Linked DNA regions of Hordeum vulgare: regions 2 and 3 are each linked to region 1. Evidence: chromatin contacts called from public Hi-C data. All regions are on one chromosome and are shown on one strand. The core of a region is the stretch at or near the end of the contact, and the rest is flanking DNA. Distances in the headings are between cores, read along the strand shown.

Region 1 (5,000 bases), core at 955-3,454:
CATCCTCGTGCCGGCCCAGCCGGTCTCCTGCCCGCCTGGCGCGTGGAGTGCGCCGCGTGGTCCTTCTGCACCTCGGGCTGCCTCCCTTCGGGCCCAAACCGGCCTGTGATCGAGCTAGGGTTTTTCTGTGCCGTCGGATTCGATCCGACGCACTAGCGGACGTTTCGGCCGATCAAAACATTGGGCGAGGAGAGACCGACCGAAACCCTCGGTCATTCCCCTCCTCCCCCGCGCCGCTCGCTTTGTCTGCTCCCCTCGAGCGGTTGCTCTCCCTCTCGTGCGGCCCCTCTGGCTCCCGCACACACCAGCGGCAGCGGCCGGCCACCGCGCCATGGCAACCCTCAGCCCTTCCTCGCGCAACCTTTGGCCCTTCCTCGCGCGGCGGCTCTTTGCCCCGCCGGAGGGTGCTGGGGATGGGTCTTGCCGCCGCCAGCGGCGATCGAAAGGTCTCGCACCGCGCGGTGGTTCTCGGGCCTTAGATCCCGTGGCGCCGCGGCCACCTCCTTCGTCGGTGGTGCATTTCCCTTCGTGGAAGCGCACCGCCGTCGAATGGCGTGCTCGTGGTGCCCTTGTTTTCGTTTTCCCTTGACAGAGAAGAAGCGCGACATCATCCCCGTTCTTTTGCCGGTGCGCGCGAGCACCTTCAAGGTGAACGCGCCACCGTCAAGGGAGCGGTGTTGATGCCCTTTGCCCGTGTGTTCTTTGCCCTTGTCCCCCCCTTTTTGCCTTTTCCGTATCGGATCCTTTTTCTTTATTTATTTTCTTGTTGGATCTTGATCCATTCTTTGCCTCCGAGGAGGTAGGTTCTTCTTCCCCACACCTCGGCTTACCGATGCGTGTGGGGATCGAGAGGAACAGGCGCGGCCTTGCGGCGACGCTTCTTTGCCGACAAGGCCCGAGGCCATCTTCGGTACCTTGCCCATCTAGGGTTCATGTCGGGGTGGGAAAAAAGAACTTGATTTTCGATTTCATTCAACCGAATAAATCTGTTGCCTAGTGGCTCATGATACCATTGATAGAACGTGGGGATCTTCTAGGCATAGATAGATCCGATAGAACCCATGACTTTACCTTGTCCTGAGCCGGATGAGCTCCCACCGGACTCCATCGGTGTGGTAGCGACGGCGATGACGTAGAAGAAGGGTTAGGCGTAGGTGGAGCTTTCCGTGAGCACCGCGCTTAACCTAGATCGGATAGGTATGTCGGTAGGGGTGTGACGGCGACGAATCTCGTAGTTCGTGTCCCGGCACCACACCGTCCTTTATATAGCGCGGGTCACAGGGGCCCGCTAACCATAATGGGTTGGGCGTCCCCGATCAGGGCGCATAGATCAAGGCCCGGTGGGCCGTTTGGCCCACGCGGTGAGAGATCAGTCTAACACAGATTACCAAAGGCAGTCATGGACATGCCAAAACTTGCTAAGCATCCAAACAAGGGCAATATTGTGGTACATAGAGAGTAATAATAATAATCATGATTTTACACGACCAAATTTTGATTCTCTCTACAGCATGATATGAGCGAGAAAAGTCTGGCAAAGCGGCCGAAAAGCAATAGAATCTAGTTAAATTCATCTCCGCCGATATCCTGACCTGCCCGGCATCCGTGTTTCGATCGGATAACGTAGCGTCTTTCAAAGTCTACGCCGACGGCATGACCTGTTTGATTTTTTACATTTCCTGATCACCAGAGTCATCCAGTTCCAGTTTGATTGTGCGCCTTTCCTTGGGCAAGTCAGCATAGCACGTTTTGGACTGTTTTAGTTTATTCCGTAGCAAAAAATTTGCTAGCCAAAAGCCGATGTTATGGTTCATTGTCTCGCTGCCAAAAGGAAGGACCGTTCAGACAGATTACCAAAGGCGGCCATGGACATGCCAAAACTTGCTAAGCATTCAAACAAGGGCAAGAACATTGAGCCGTCCCATCATACCGATTTACAGGCCAACAAAATACTAGTGTCGTGTTACTATACCTGAGGTTTCCAGGTAAACTAAACACATTTCGTGGCTTATAATCGGGTCAAACCTTCAACGCATGGGTAGGGCATAGCGACATATATCAAACCTCTGAGATTAGAAGGTGCAAGGGACAACTGATACCACGCGACCTGTTAACTGTTTGTGCAGCAAATGTCCTGCGTTCATACCACACGCCGCGGGGTTGACCAGACGGTCCAGGCTGATGGTTACATAGGAAATTCCGGCCTGAGACCGTCGCTTTCATCCGCAACTTGCCTGAAACTTCGCACGCTTGATCCAGAGAAGGAATAATACGAACCCAATTAGTAGTTAGTTTCTGCAACGTGTGCCGATTTTGTCGAGCTGCCGGGTGCCTGCGTTCGACTGGATAACGTGATCTTTTTTCAGCTTGCTCCCGTTTTTCCTGCGCAAGATGGCAGCAGCGCGAGGTCGCTTGATCCTCTCTTCTGACAAGTCAACCCGATGCGCGCATGCATGCGCTGGGAGTGGGACCCGCAGGCCTCTTCCTTGGACGCACGTAATTGGGTCAAATCGTCAAGTCGATGGTAGCTATCCCATCATCAAGCTGATGGGTGCCTTGCTGGCTCTGCAATGCTCCCGCATTACGCCAACTGCATTCCGACACATGACAAGTTGACCATGTTGCCTGCTTAATTAACTGAATATAGTACTTCTCACTGGATTATCTATACACCACGTTCGGCTTACAGCTCCCATGCATGCGACAAAATGGAGAAAAGGGATCGGTGATGCAGCATATGGACACGGGCATGTCGATGGGGGCCTAGTGGGAAGTTGAGTTTTATTTCAATCTGTTACTGTGAGTCTGTGAGACGAAGAACTCAATTTGGAACCAGGAGCAGGGAATTTTGACAGCAAATCGGACGCAGAGGAGGGATCCGCCTGCTGATTTGGTCAGCGCTCAAGGATAGAGTATCCCATTAGAGTCAGCAAATGTGTGCCACTGCAACGCGCCTTTACGGATTTATATACTGTAGTATTCAAAGTCAAGTAAACGCCCTCTCCGCTCGCTGTCAGCAGAAACAACTTCTACTTCCTCTTCTTCTGGGGCTTCTATCACCGTTTGAGGCCGGAGAAGTGCAGATAAATCTGTGAATGCTAGTACAAAACTGCCTAAGGTGCGACGCAAAATTCAAACTCCTCCGGGCGTTGGATGAGAGTTCAAACGACGCATGCAGCTTGACCATCCCCTTCCAAGCTAAAAGCTAGGATGGCGATCTTCGTTGCCGTGACGATCGTGTACGGATGAAAACCGCAGACAATTCTTTTAGTACCATCATTTGCTTGACTCTTGGCGCCCTCCCTGTTTGCTAGCAACCGTCGTATACATTGTTCGCTGCGCTTGTTCTCTTGTGTTTTTGGAGCGGGGTGGGTGCGGATAATTCACACGCCAAGTCTTTCAGATATGTACTAGGAATCCTCGATCGTCACCCTTTGAAAACCACATGCATGCATGTATAGGTTAGGAGTATTTTTCTCACGAGCGTACATGATAGACCCGCGCAAAAACAGAATCGGAGAGAGAGAGAGAGATATAGATAGATATTTTGGACCAAGTATAATTAGCTGCTAGTGCATGTGCATATCGAACAAAGAGGAGCCTCTTGTCTGAATAGATTGACACCACCTTGGGAAGTTTTTTTTTTCTTGTTGCGGGGGCCACCCTGTGAAGTTGTGAACACCTTTTTTTTTTGAGCGGGAAGTTGTGAACAGCTTGATTGAACGCCGGCCAGTTGCCGCATCATTCACACGAAATTTCCGAAGGATCCAGCTTCTCTTTTCTAGCTAGTCTCCATCACATGGCATGACCTGCTACTGCTAGCTAATCCATATATATGCATTCTATTACTTGTATATTAAGAATCACCCTGATAATACAGATGAATCAGTTAGGTGATTCGGCCAGTTAATTAATCCAGTATTCTTTTCGCGATTAATACTTAATTGGACACGCCGATCGCATCATCACATGTAGTTGCTAGCTTGTATTGCATGATTGATCGGTCTACCTGTCAGGTTTGCGGGTTGTTCAAACAGCTATACGTAGGTGAGGTCAACTTTGCTAGTAGTGACGTATGTGATTTTGTTTATGAAGCACACAAATTAACGTATTCGCCTGACCATGTTTTTTTGTTGTTGGATAAACTATAAATATATCTCTCGGCACATGGAATGGCAAGGAAACCAGGGTCATAGTGAAATGCGAGACAATTTGAGTGGTCACACGCCCATGGACATGCTCGGTCAGTGACCGGACAGAAGAGAGAAAAAAAAATAACTCAACCGGATCCTCATATTGTTTCTATATGATCGAGCTGTCTGCGAACCCTAATATTCATATCAAACATGGGGAAATATGACGGCTCGCGGATGCGCCCGGGCGCGCCCGTTCAGTCCGCCACATAAGAGGTGACCCTACTCCAGACCACCTTTTTCTTTACTTTATTTATTCTTTTTTCTCTCTCTTCCTCTTCACCAATCACGTGCAAGTGACCGTACATGTGAAAAAGAAAATGAAGAGTGTGGCTGCACGGACGCACAAATAAGAGAACCCGAATTTGTAAGTCGTGACTAAAGATGCTCTTAGCTCTCTTTTCTAGCTAGTGTCCATCAAATATTGGCAATTTGGGATTGCCCATTTGCCTTAGAGCATCTCTAGCAGACCCGTATAATCGTCGGAACTGTAAGACTCGGACGATTATACGGGTTCGGTCCATTTTTTTTGTGTCAAACTAGATACTGTAAACGTGGCCTGGCCCGTAAATATTTTGCGGTGGCCCGTAAACGCGATCGCTCGACCGTTGGATGCGGGTCAAAACCGTATCCCTCTGCCGCCGCGAAAAGTCCCGCCACCTCATCGCCGACGCCTCAGATCCGCCACCACGCACCTCCATTCCACCGCCTAGCTGCTCCATTCCACCGCCCAAGATGGCCAACTTCGGCGGTCGTAGCAACGACGACCCCGAGAGGGCTCGTCTCGTCAGATTCGCTGCCGCCCGA
Region 2 (5,000 bases), core at 985-3,484, 940 kb after region 1:
AAAAATAGCAAAAAATTCAAAAAAAAAAGGAAAGATGATCGAGTGTTTTAACTGGGTGCAAAATTTCAGAATTTTTTATGTTTTTCTGCTATTTTCTTTTCAAAATTACTATTCATCCTTAGTGAACAGTGTTATCGCCTTGCGTTGGAGTGAACAGTGTTCCTTCCTCTGGTCGTGGCGGCGGGTGCCACGTGTCGGCTGGTGCGCATGCCGTCACGACCCGGTGGATATTTTATGTCAATTTCATCTAGAGGAGGTCTTTTTTAATAATTCGGTTTTGCAAGTGGTCTTTTTGGACAAAAACTCAATAAAGTGTGGTAGGTACAATTGGGTCAAATGTTCAACAAAACTTTTTATCGCCAAAAATTTGACAAGGAGAGCTATGATGCTCCTGCGACTACGTCACTATAAACTAGAGTGCATACTTAGTATAGACACATGACACATTAGTAACTACATAAGCACGTACTGCACACTAAAATTTGTATAGTTCACATGTATTCACCTAGAGTAGAGTGATAGAGATCTGGATTTAAAAAAATACGAGGGCGGATTTTTTTGGGGGGCGGGGGAGGGGAGCAAAGTTGGGAGCTTTATTCAACACACACGACATGATTTGCGAGGAGACTAGTTACAAAAAAACTAGGACTAGAGTTCAACCAGCAACGAGTTACTTCCAGTGGGCTAGCTTTTTTAGCACATAAGTGGGCACAAATATTAGCTGCTCTTACAGCATGTTGAATGGAGAACAAACTAAACAATGAGGCGAGCTCTTGAACTTGAGTTAAGATAGGCGCCACCAAAGTGCGAGTGTTGAGGCGTGAATACCAGAGATTGACAATCTTCAAACAATCTGTCTCCACAACGACCTTCTCGTAACCCCGAAGCTTTGCAAAGAGGACCCCATCTCGAACAGCCAAAGCTTCATCGACAAGCCGATCGACAAGCACACTTCCTTTGTTAACTTAAAGCAGCTTATGCTGAATGTGGGAATTGCTTGTATGTCACATTTAAGGCACACTTCCCTTGCGGCACAAGAGACCATCCTCTGTGGACCACTTTGAATTTTGCTATGGACTCTCTCTTCAATGTGGTCGAAAGTCTCGCTGGTTATCCGGCCAACCGCAGTGGGCAGGCCTAGGTACCGCTCACTCAACGCCTCGATCGAGATGTTCAGAAACTGCTTGACCATCTGTCGAATCGGTGCGGTCGTATTCAGGCTGGAATAGATCGATCTCTTCTCCTTATTAATAGCTTATCCCGAACTCTCAACAGAAATCCGGAAGATCTCATTTAGTCTATGTGCACTTTGCAACTTTGCATTCATAAAAAGGAGGCTATCATCTGCATAAAGCAAATGATTAATCCGTGAGGATCGATAAGTCACTCTTTTACCTTTGCCTACATGTGCTCCTCTAAAGTGATTCATCGGTGAAGTAAAACCTTTGACGCACATCAGAAATAAATATGATGACATCCGGCATCCCTGCCTTTAAGCCCCAAGAGGGGGCAAACAGGGCAGTTCATGTCCATTGTGTGTTTTCATTTTTGCTTCATTTTTACGGTTAAAAGCTGTATATACGTAACTTCCTCTATAGATTAATATAAAAATAATTAAAACATTATTTTAATAATCTAAACGTTTTTATATTAATTTACAAGGAAGTAGTATATGTTTACTCGCACGTGGTATCGGTACGTGAATTGTAAAACGTGGGTTGCCGACTATTCACAATCAATCCTATAAAGTGTTCAAGTGGAGTTGTTTCCTTTTCGCCGCATTTGGAACATGAACATATGATACGTACAAGTATATAATTTGGCAAGCCTTCGACTCGGTGTGGCTGTCAGCACAGCCAAGTGCAGAGGTGCATTTACGCCCCGACGAGATCCAAATTACGAGAGACTCGCATCATCCACTTGGTGCCTTTTTTTCTCTTTAAAAAGAAAAGCCAATTTTCACGTGCACGAGTTTGGAAATAAAGAATTGAATAGTCCGTACATGACGTTCTGCCACCCAGAGCAGCTCCAGCCCCCACAGATGGACAGAGCCAGGATCGAACGAACGGCATCCCGCCAGCCTCGGACGCGGGTGCCACGGGTCCGTGCGGTTGGAACGGCGCGCCCGCAGCTCGCTGGAGTCAACGGTCAGCCGAACGATATTCCATTTTTTCTTGAGGGGAAACAAACCCATAACTAACCCAGCGGGATACGTGCTCCTCGATCGCTCACAGTATATACGGCGCCCTCCCCGCCTCCATCTGAATCTGCCCCCTCTATAAAGACCACCACCACCACCACGAGCTGCATCTCCTTCTTTCTCTCCACCTTCTCCTTTGTGTGACTCCTCCGGCCATTGCTGGACGCGCGCTCGGTGCCGGAAGCCATGGGGACGCACGCCTCGCCGGACAACAACACGCCGCCCAAGGTCAAATCTCCCACTCTCTCTCTCTCTCCCTCTGCTTCTGCGTATGTATGTTATATGATCTGTTTTATTCGCAATGTTTCTGTATCCACGAAACAATCCGTTCATCTTGTTCAAACTCTCTCTCTCTCTCTTTCTTCTACCTCGTTCTTGAGGGGAGAGAGAAAGGCAGAGAGAGCGCAAAACAAAAGGTAGGGGGTTGTAGAGTTCCGAAAAGCGGGGAGCGAGATCGACAGAGCCCCCACCTGTTCGCGCAAAAAAAGACAAAAGGAAAAAACTTTTTGCGTGGAGGATTGTCTTGTCCCGGCATGTAGCACCAGTTCATCCTCTTCATGTGAAATCCTTTTCTTGGAGGCGGCAAGAACCCGTGTGAAATCGTGGTGGTATAATATCAATCTCATCTTCTTGGTGCTTTCGGACTAGTATACTTTCTGGTTTCTTTTCGTACAAAGGATTAAAGAATAGAAAAGAACGCATGTACATCAAGTATCGGCGTCATATGATCAGTGTGATTCTTGATGCTTTGCCTTAACTGCGGAATTTTACCTTTTTTCCTTTAAACAAATGGGTTTTGCCTCCTTGTTTTTCCAGCCTGTTCTGTTACTTTACAATTCTTATTATCACATCATCCAGTCTGTTTTTACATTAACATGTACCTCAATAATTACGTTGTGTTTCTTGTTTCAAATATATTACTATACGGAAACAAGTAAGCAGGAGTATGTTACAGATTTATATGGGAAGAAATAAAATGGTTTTCCATCTTTTTTGTTGCTTCTGTCGTATGGTCCACCTTGTACTTGGACTAACAAGTCTGAAAAGTCTTAATTTGTACTTTCAGTCCAGCGTTGTTTCGCTTTCCAATGCCAAAAATAGTTCACACTTGCCTACGAAAAAAAAACAGATCACACTCTTTAAACTCTCCATTAACTAGTAGTTTTCTTTTTTACTACGTACAATTTTTACGGTGGACTATTTATCAATTTAATGTACATGCATATCCATATCTCTGTGTTCATTGCCACATAAGATTGATTATGCTATATATACAATGCGCAATTTCACGTCTCGTGCAAGAAGTTGTTTATTTTGATTACGAAATAATGGAAAGGCACTCTTGTGAAAATGGATGCTTTATCAAAACAACTTCCGTATTCCAGATATGCAAACATAATATTTTGGGACTAGTAGTATCATGCAACGTTGTTAGGTGAACGTGGTTTGATAGAAAAATCAAAGATGTTTACCGTGAGCTGTCATTGATTGGTAAGCATCTGATGACTTGTTTGTCGTTGGCGACTACTTGGCCATGTGATAAGTCAACTGCCCGGAAGAAAACGAATCACTCTACATCTGAAAATTCTAAGTTGCCAACGTAAGTTTACTCCATGACATCAAAAATGAAAGAAATAGGTTGCAAATAAATTGTTGTTGATAAGTCCCAAATAAATTTGGTATAATAGCTTTTATTGTTTGATATTTTAAATTTAGAAGAAGAACTTCGGCGATTGTGTGATCATGATATTTATAGGCTAACAAAAATTCTGAAAACCCACAGGATGAGAGGACTGCACGGGAGAAGGCGATCGATGACTGGCTTCCTATCACGTCTTCAAGGAAAGCAAAGTGGTGGTACTCGGCCTTCCACAATGTCACCGCCATGGTTGGCGCTGGGGTGCTCAGCCTCCCCTACGCCATGTCTGAACTCGGTTGGTATGTACATCTACCTTGCCATGACACCCATAAATTGGAATCTGAATGACATGTGGGTCCTACATGTCATACTCACAGACGGACAGTTTTCGAAGCTAGAAACTTGCAATGGCATAATTCCAATCATTTGACGTTCACTGATGTTATCTGTTTTCGTGCAGGGGTCCTGGCATCGCAGTGATGACCTTGTCTTGGATCATCACGGTGTACACGCTGTGGCAGATGGTGGAGATGCACGAGATGGTGCCAGGCAAGCGGTTTGACAGGTACCATGAGCTTGGACAGCATGCCTTCGGTGACAAGCTCGGCCTTTGGATCGTGGTGCCACAGCAGCTCGTCGTCGAGGTCAGCCTGAACATTGTCTACATGGTCACTGGCGGCAACTCGCTCAAGAAGTTCCACGACGTGATCTGTGATGGCAAGTGCAAGGACATCAAGCTTACCTACTTCATCATGATCTTCGCCTCTGTCCACTTCGTGCTCTCCCAGCTACCAAACTTCAACTCCATCTCCGGCATCTCCCTCGCCGCAGCCGTCATGTCACTCAGGTTAATACAAATGTTTACAGTCTGCACTGTAGCAAATCCGGCAAATTTCTGGATAATAAAAAAAAACTATATCTAGCTAGCAATGGCCGTTGACAATGATGCATAATGCAGCTACTCGACAATTGCTTGGGGCGCCTCCTTGCACAAGGGGAAGGAGGAGAACGTGGACTACAGCCTGCGGGCGTCGACGACAGCAGGGCAGGTGTTTGGTTTCTTGGGGGGCCTCGGCGATGTGGCATTCTCCTACTCCGGCCACAATGTGGTGCTAGAAATTCAGGCTACCATCCCATCGACGCCCGGCAACCCGTCCAAGA
Region 3 (5,000 bases), core at 1,395-3,894, 670 kb after region 1:
ATGGAGGCGACGTAGTAGAGGTAGCCGATATGCGATTGAGAGCCGGTGAGGACGGATTAGGGGGTGAAATCTGGCTAGCGGAGGTGGCGGAACAAAGGAATTAGCTCTTGTAGTATGGCAAGTGACGTGATTGACGACCCGAGTGGTCGTTGTCTAGGGAATAGTGGCAGCGCGCATTGATTCACGAAGCGATGTAGTTGGGTCGGGCTCGTGAAAGGAAGTGGGCCTTAGCAAAACAATCTCGGGCAATAGGCCCCAATGCTTAGAGTTCCTACACTTAATCCTATTAGTGCAGTTGGGCGTGTAATGACCATGGAGGAGACAACGAACGCAAAATGGTTGAAGCCCGGAATTTTGAATGACCGTTGATCCCGCCTTACCAATAGAAACTGACGCATTGATTGTAGGATGAATGGGGCATAGATCATGGCCCAGTGATCTCACCCGGTGAGCCTCGTGATGCTGATTTGAATAGGAATGATATTTAGCTACAACTTGGTCTGATCGATGGAAGATCGTCGGAGTTCTAAGAGTGTGGAGGTAGGATCTATTTGGGTGGCGACAGAAGATATGAGTACAAGCATCTTCCTTCTCTTGGAGATATTGATCAAGTTCCCACTGATAATTTGGCCCACCATCACCCCACAAGAGGAAATTGACGTTAAGCAGGTTGAGTGAGATGTTCCCTCCTTTGATGATCGGGAATCCCACTTCTTTAGAGGAAAGAGAGAATTTGAATGACCCATTTTGAAGAAGTTTCACCTTAAAAAGAGATGCATGACCTTCGAAACATGCGAGAAGAATTGTAGCCACAAAATTTCCAGTAAGACGAATCATGGACCTTGTAAATTCAGCTACCAGAAAGAATTCCTCTTTGTCTCTTCCTTCTTCGAAGTTGATATGAACGCCTCATTTGTCCCACACTCTTTGAGCAAATTCTTGACCCTGATCGAAGTTGAGATTAGCCAAGGACATGATGGGTGATCGCCGCAAGTCGAGTGCTTCACGGCGTGTTGAGATGGTCGGCCATGCTGTGGCCGGAGGCCCCGGTGGGACAAGGGTGCATGAGCGGAGGAGCGGGGGCTATGGCTAGCTCTTATGATCCCCGTGGAAATAGCAAAGATCAAGTGTAGTTTTGTATGTTGTGAGCTAGGCTTATATATTTCAACGTGGTCTTTTCATTTGATTTTATTTGTCAAAAAGCTAAATTTTTCCGAAAACATGAAAAAAAAGGAATCTAAGAGAAAAACCAATTGCCAATATAAAATCAACTGTATCTATATATGTGGACGAACATGTAGTTCGCACAGTTGTTGGCTAAGGCACTCGTTGTATACAAGGTCCGGAGTTTGAACCACCCCCAGGTGCCCTTTTTATTCTCATTTCTCCCGCCACTCATGCTGATAAGTGGGGCCCACGCGTGTTATTAAGGGGCTTCTATTTCTTTAAATACAAAGTGAGGGGTGCTTCTACAAAAAAAACAAGTGTGTTGCACCAAGCTGTTCCAGTCACTGACGGTGAGTCATAGACACACGGGCGTGCCACATAAGCGCATGATACGCCTGAATATGATCTAGGTGACCATATTTAGACGAAAAAGCAAATTAAACGATCATAAATATGTATTTCTAAAGTTTTAGCATCAAACTGAAGATCAAACGCAAGTTGTGTGACCACCTATGATAGGCGAGTTGAAGCAAGTGTTTTTTTTTTTGCAAAATGGGTGAGAGGGTACGTGTCGGCACACCGCGAGCGAAGGTACACAAGATCATAAATGTCGTAACATATTTTCATATATAAATATCGTATTGATGTGTTTTTCAAGTAGAAGAGGACATGTTCGTGAAACCTTTCCCCGGTGGAAAGCAAAGGTAGAGAGCGAATGTTTTCTTTGACGGTCTAACCTGCCCGTTTGTTGGGAGTTTTCCTAAAAAATCTTGGTTGTCAGTGTCAGTTCAGGATGCCCTGGCTGGGACAGCCAGGTCAACGGCTGGGGTTGTCACCATCTTCGCTACTGCAATTCGGTCAGTGCTGGCACGATCATGCGTGTAGACTTTTATAACATGGCTGTCCACGTCTATCGGTTCTTCGTTTTCCCCGTGTGTGTGCGTGTGGAGAAACCAACACAAGCTTCTTTAATCGGGCCACACGGGTCACATGCTCACAGCAGCAACTCCTCCAGTACGGTTAAAAAAAATAGCTGCCCTGGATCGAATTGTGACCGGTTGTTGCACTTGTTGGAAATTAGTGGCAAAAGGCTTCTTGAACCTTGACTATGGGAAGCTTATCAGGTGAAAGTCGTGTATGGGAAACCGCTGCTTTCACGTTTACTTATCGTCCCAAGGCAACAAATATCCTCTTTCCGATAAGATCACGATGACCTTTTTTTTTTACACGAATCACGACGACCTTGATACGTACTGGTTTTTCGCCCTCGGTGCGCGATGTGAGTACGCTACGTGTGCGTCGGCCCGCAGGTACGCTTGAAATGGGAAGAAAGTTTCTGCAAGTGAACTTCGTTTCATTTCTCAGTGCATTTGACACGTGAAGGATCGTATCATGGGTCAAATCTCCAACTCGTCATCGCCATGGACCAGAAGGAGGAGAAGTAGCTATCAAGAACGAAGCGTGGGCCTGATTACGTAAGCCACTTGCATGTGGACACATGACTCGTTGACCAGGAGCAATGCTACGCACTGGTGCACTCTGTCTGCTCCTGGCATCCCGGGATTTGAGGGCTCTAATCTTAGATTACCCTTACGTTGAATACATATATAAGCGCGTATAAGCAGAGCAGTTCCAGCCTGCTAGCTTTCCTTGCTCTGGGGTGTGTTGCTGTCATCGGTCTCAAGACGTTACTTAGTCTAATAGTGCTGTCTCGGAGGCTCTATATTCTCGTACGCGGTGTTCAGTTCACGTTTTGTGACCTCCGATAGTTTATTACTCATCCAATAGTTCAACAGTTCACAATAAATTAACTTTGTCTTCTTATTTCTGTGTGTTTCGGATTTTTTTTCCAACATAACAGTTATCGTGCATTTTTTAAGAAGAAAAGAGTCGCTCAGTTAACTAGAAAAAACTGAACGAAAATCAGATTACCCAGTGACGAAAACCATTACAAGCATTGAGTGACACACATAAATAACACCATACACCACTCCCAAGAGGGCCTGGACAAGATAGCATGCACACATCATCATCATCACTCCTCTTCTAAAGATGTAATCGTCATCTCTACAATCTGAGCAAACGACTCCGACTTCGCCGTAAGTGATCATTGACTCAATCCACACCCTAGTGGACGCGTGAAGCTGCATGAAGGTGTAGGCCAAAACTTAGCCATTCGCGACAAACAACGCAACTCCAACTTTAATGAAGAACTCGAAAAGACAAAACCAGGCACGGCTAGCGCCACACAAGATCACCGAACGGACCACCTGCAGCAAGTCATTGTATACTAGAGGGCCCGCTGCCTCAGTTACGACTCCACAACAGCAAACAAATCGAGGCAATACCGCAAACAAGTCGAAGAAGAGCCGACTAGCGCGACCATTGCCACGTCGCCGACATCACTCCCACCATTATCGTTGTCACGAAAGTCTAGACGCCAAACCGCTACAAACCACCGGTCCCGCTTGCCAATGCCGAGCTTTGAAATGAAGTCCCTAAGAGGGAAAACGACACATGAAAGTTCCACCATCGTCCGATGGCAAGATCAAGGGTTTCCCATGGAGAGGTCGCGATGGCAGATCCACGTGGGAAAGGTGCAACAGTAAAGCAACGATGCCTTCGGGAAGAAAACGATGGTCGTAGACGTTGCAATCGGTGGTCACAGCACAAGACCGAGAGAGGGCCTTCACCCGAGCTCCCACAACACATTGTCCGCACATCATCCTGCACTGGCGCGGGCAACCAACCACTACCACCATGCGTGCTACCGCGCCCGCCGGAGACCAGATCAACTCTACCCGAAGTCGGAGGTCACCGCACGTCGTGCCGCCTCATAGACCACCACATCACCTCATCTACAGTCTCAAACCGCCGCCCAAGCTTTCGGGCAGCACGTCGGAGCACATCCGAAAGACCACATGGTGTTTGCCATCACTGCATACACAACGTCCACGAGCGCAACCATCGTATCTGGGAGTTAGAGCATCTACAGTTGAACCCCTTATAGCCGTCACATACGCCCGGGCAGGCCGTCCGGTCACTGTCCGGTCACAAACAATCGACCTAGACGGACTCCCTAAACGGGCCTCAAACACGCCGGCTGACCGGCACCCCTCATATCCAGCCCAAATATGGGGCGAATATGGGGGAGCCTGGGTGCGCCCGAGCACGCCCACCTGACAGCCTGGCCCACCACTGAGCCCACGGACACGTCAGCCCGGCCCACCACCAACCCCACTAAATACCCGAATCGGGAAAACCCTAGACATCCGGCAATTCACTCTCCGTCCGCTCCACTTGCCCTCCCCACACTCCAATTCGCTGGCCGGTGATGGAAGCAGCTCTGACGGATCGAACATAGATGTGTAGGAGGTGGACCTCCGCATCGCGCTGCGTCGGTCGCTGCAAGACCAAGGCATCCCCGACGGCGGTGGATGTGCTTCCTCCTGAACCGTCGCATGCGAAAGGAGTGTCGTCGGCGGTGGATCTGCATCCTCTGGGCCCGTCACATGCTGACGGAGCGTCGGAGACATTGCGGGCCCTTCCCACAAGGTGTGTAGCTCCGGTCGTTCCCGCTCTTGGAGGTCCGCCCCAGGTCAGGTATGCCGCTCACCTCCACCACCTTCTGCTCCGGAAGAGGTGCCCTGCCACCGTTGAGTGCTCGTGCCCGCGTCGGGTAAGGGGAGTATGAGGATGCCGAAATCCGAGGCGCGTGCAGCCCGTCACGAGCAGCAACAGGCTAGGGAGAGGGGGAGGCGTTGGCCGCACGACATTCGACCTCGAGTGCGTCGATCGACCCCGAGGATGCGCTCCTCATGGACGTCCTTCGT

Evidence for each region. Hi-C and Micro-C count contacts between places; a contact is called where the count stands out from the background.
Region 2: a Hi-C map of seedling shows a contact between it and region 1, with 3 times the contacts expected there. The contact joins the promoter of LOC123413299 here to the enhancer-like site in region 1. A contact is called at or near these places in 2 of 6 Hi-C or Micro-C datasets (leaf and seedling).
Region 3: a Hi-C map of leaf shows a contact between it and region 1, with 7 times the contacts expected there. The contact joins two enhancer-like sites. A contact is called at or near these places in 2 of 6 Hi-C or Micro-C datasets (leaf and seedling).

Annotation. Positions count from the first base shown.
Region 1 is chr7H:414,852,470-414,857,469 of MorexV3_pseudomolecules_assembly, reverse strand. No RefSeq gene overlaps it. Among protein-coding and RNA genes, the nearest start is that of LOC123411965, 180 kb to the right of the region's middle. Within about 2 kb of position 2,204, at least 2 of the 3 cell types and tissues checked have open chromatin away from gene starts, as enhancers often do. A contact at or near this core is called in leaf and seedling, where this site is marked.
Region 2 is chr7H:413,911,475-413,916,474 of MorexV3_pseudomolecules_assembly, reverse strand. LOC123413299 (lysine histidine transporter 2-like) reads left to right here and starts at 2,234. Exons shown (of 8, transcript XM_045106241.1): 1 at 2,234-2,428; 2 at 3,984-4,138; 3 at 4,300-4,686; 4 at 4,798-5,000. The coding sequence starts at 2,387.
Region 3 is chr7H:414,187,460-414,192,459 of MorexV3_pseudomolecules_assembly, reverse strand. No RefSeq gene overlaps it. Among protein-coding and RNA genes, the nearest start is that of LOC123413299, 280 kb to the right of the region's middle. Within about 2 kb of position 2,644, at least 1 of the 3 cell types and tissues checked has open chromatin away from gene starts, as enhancers often do. A contact at or near this core is called in leaf, where this site is marked.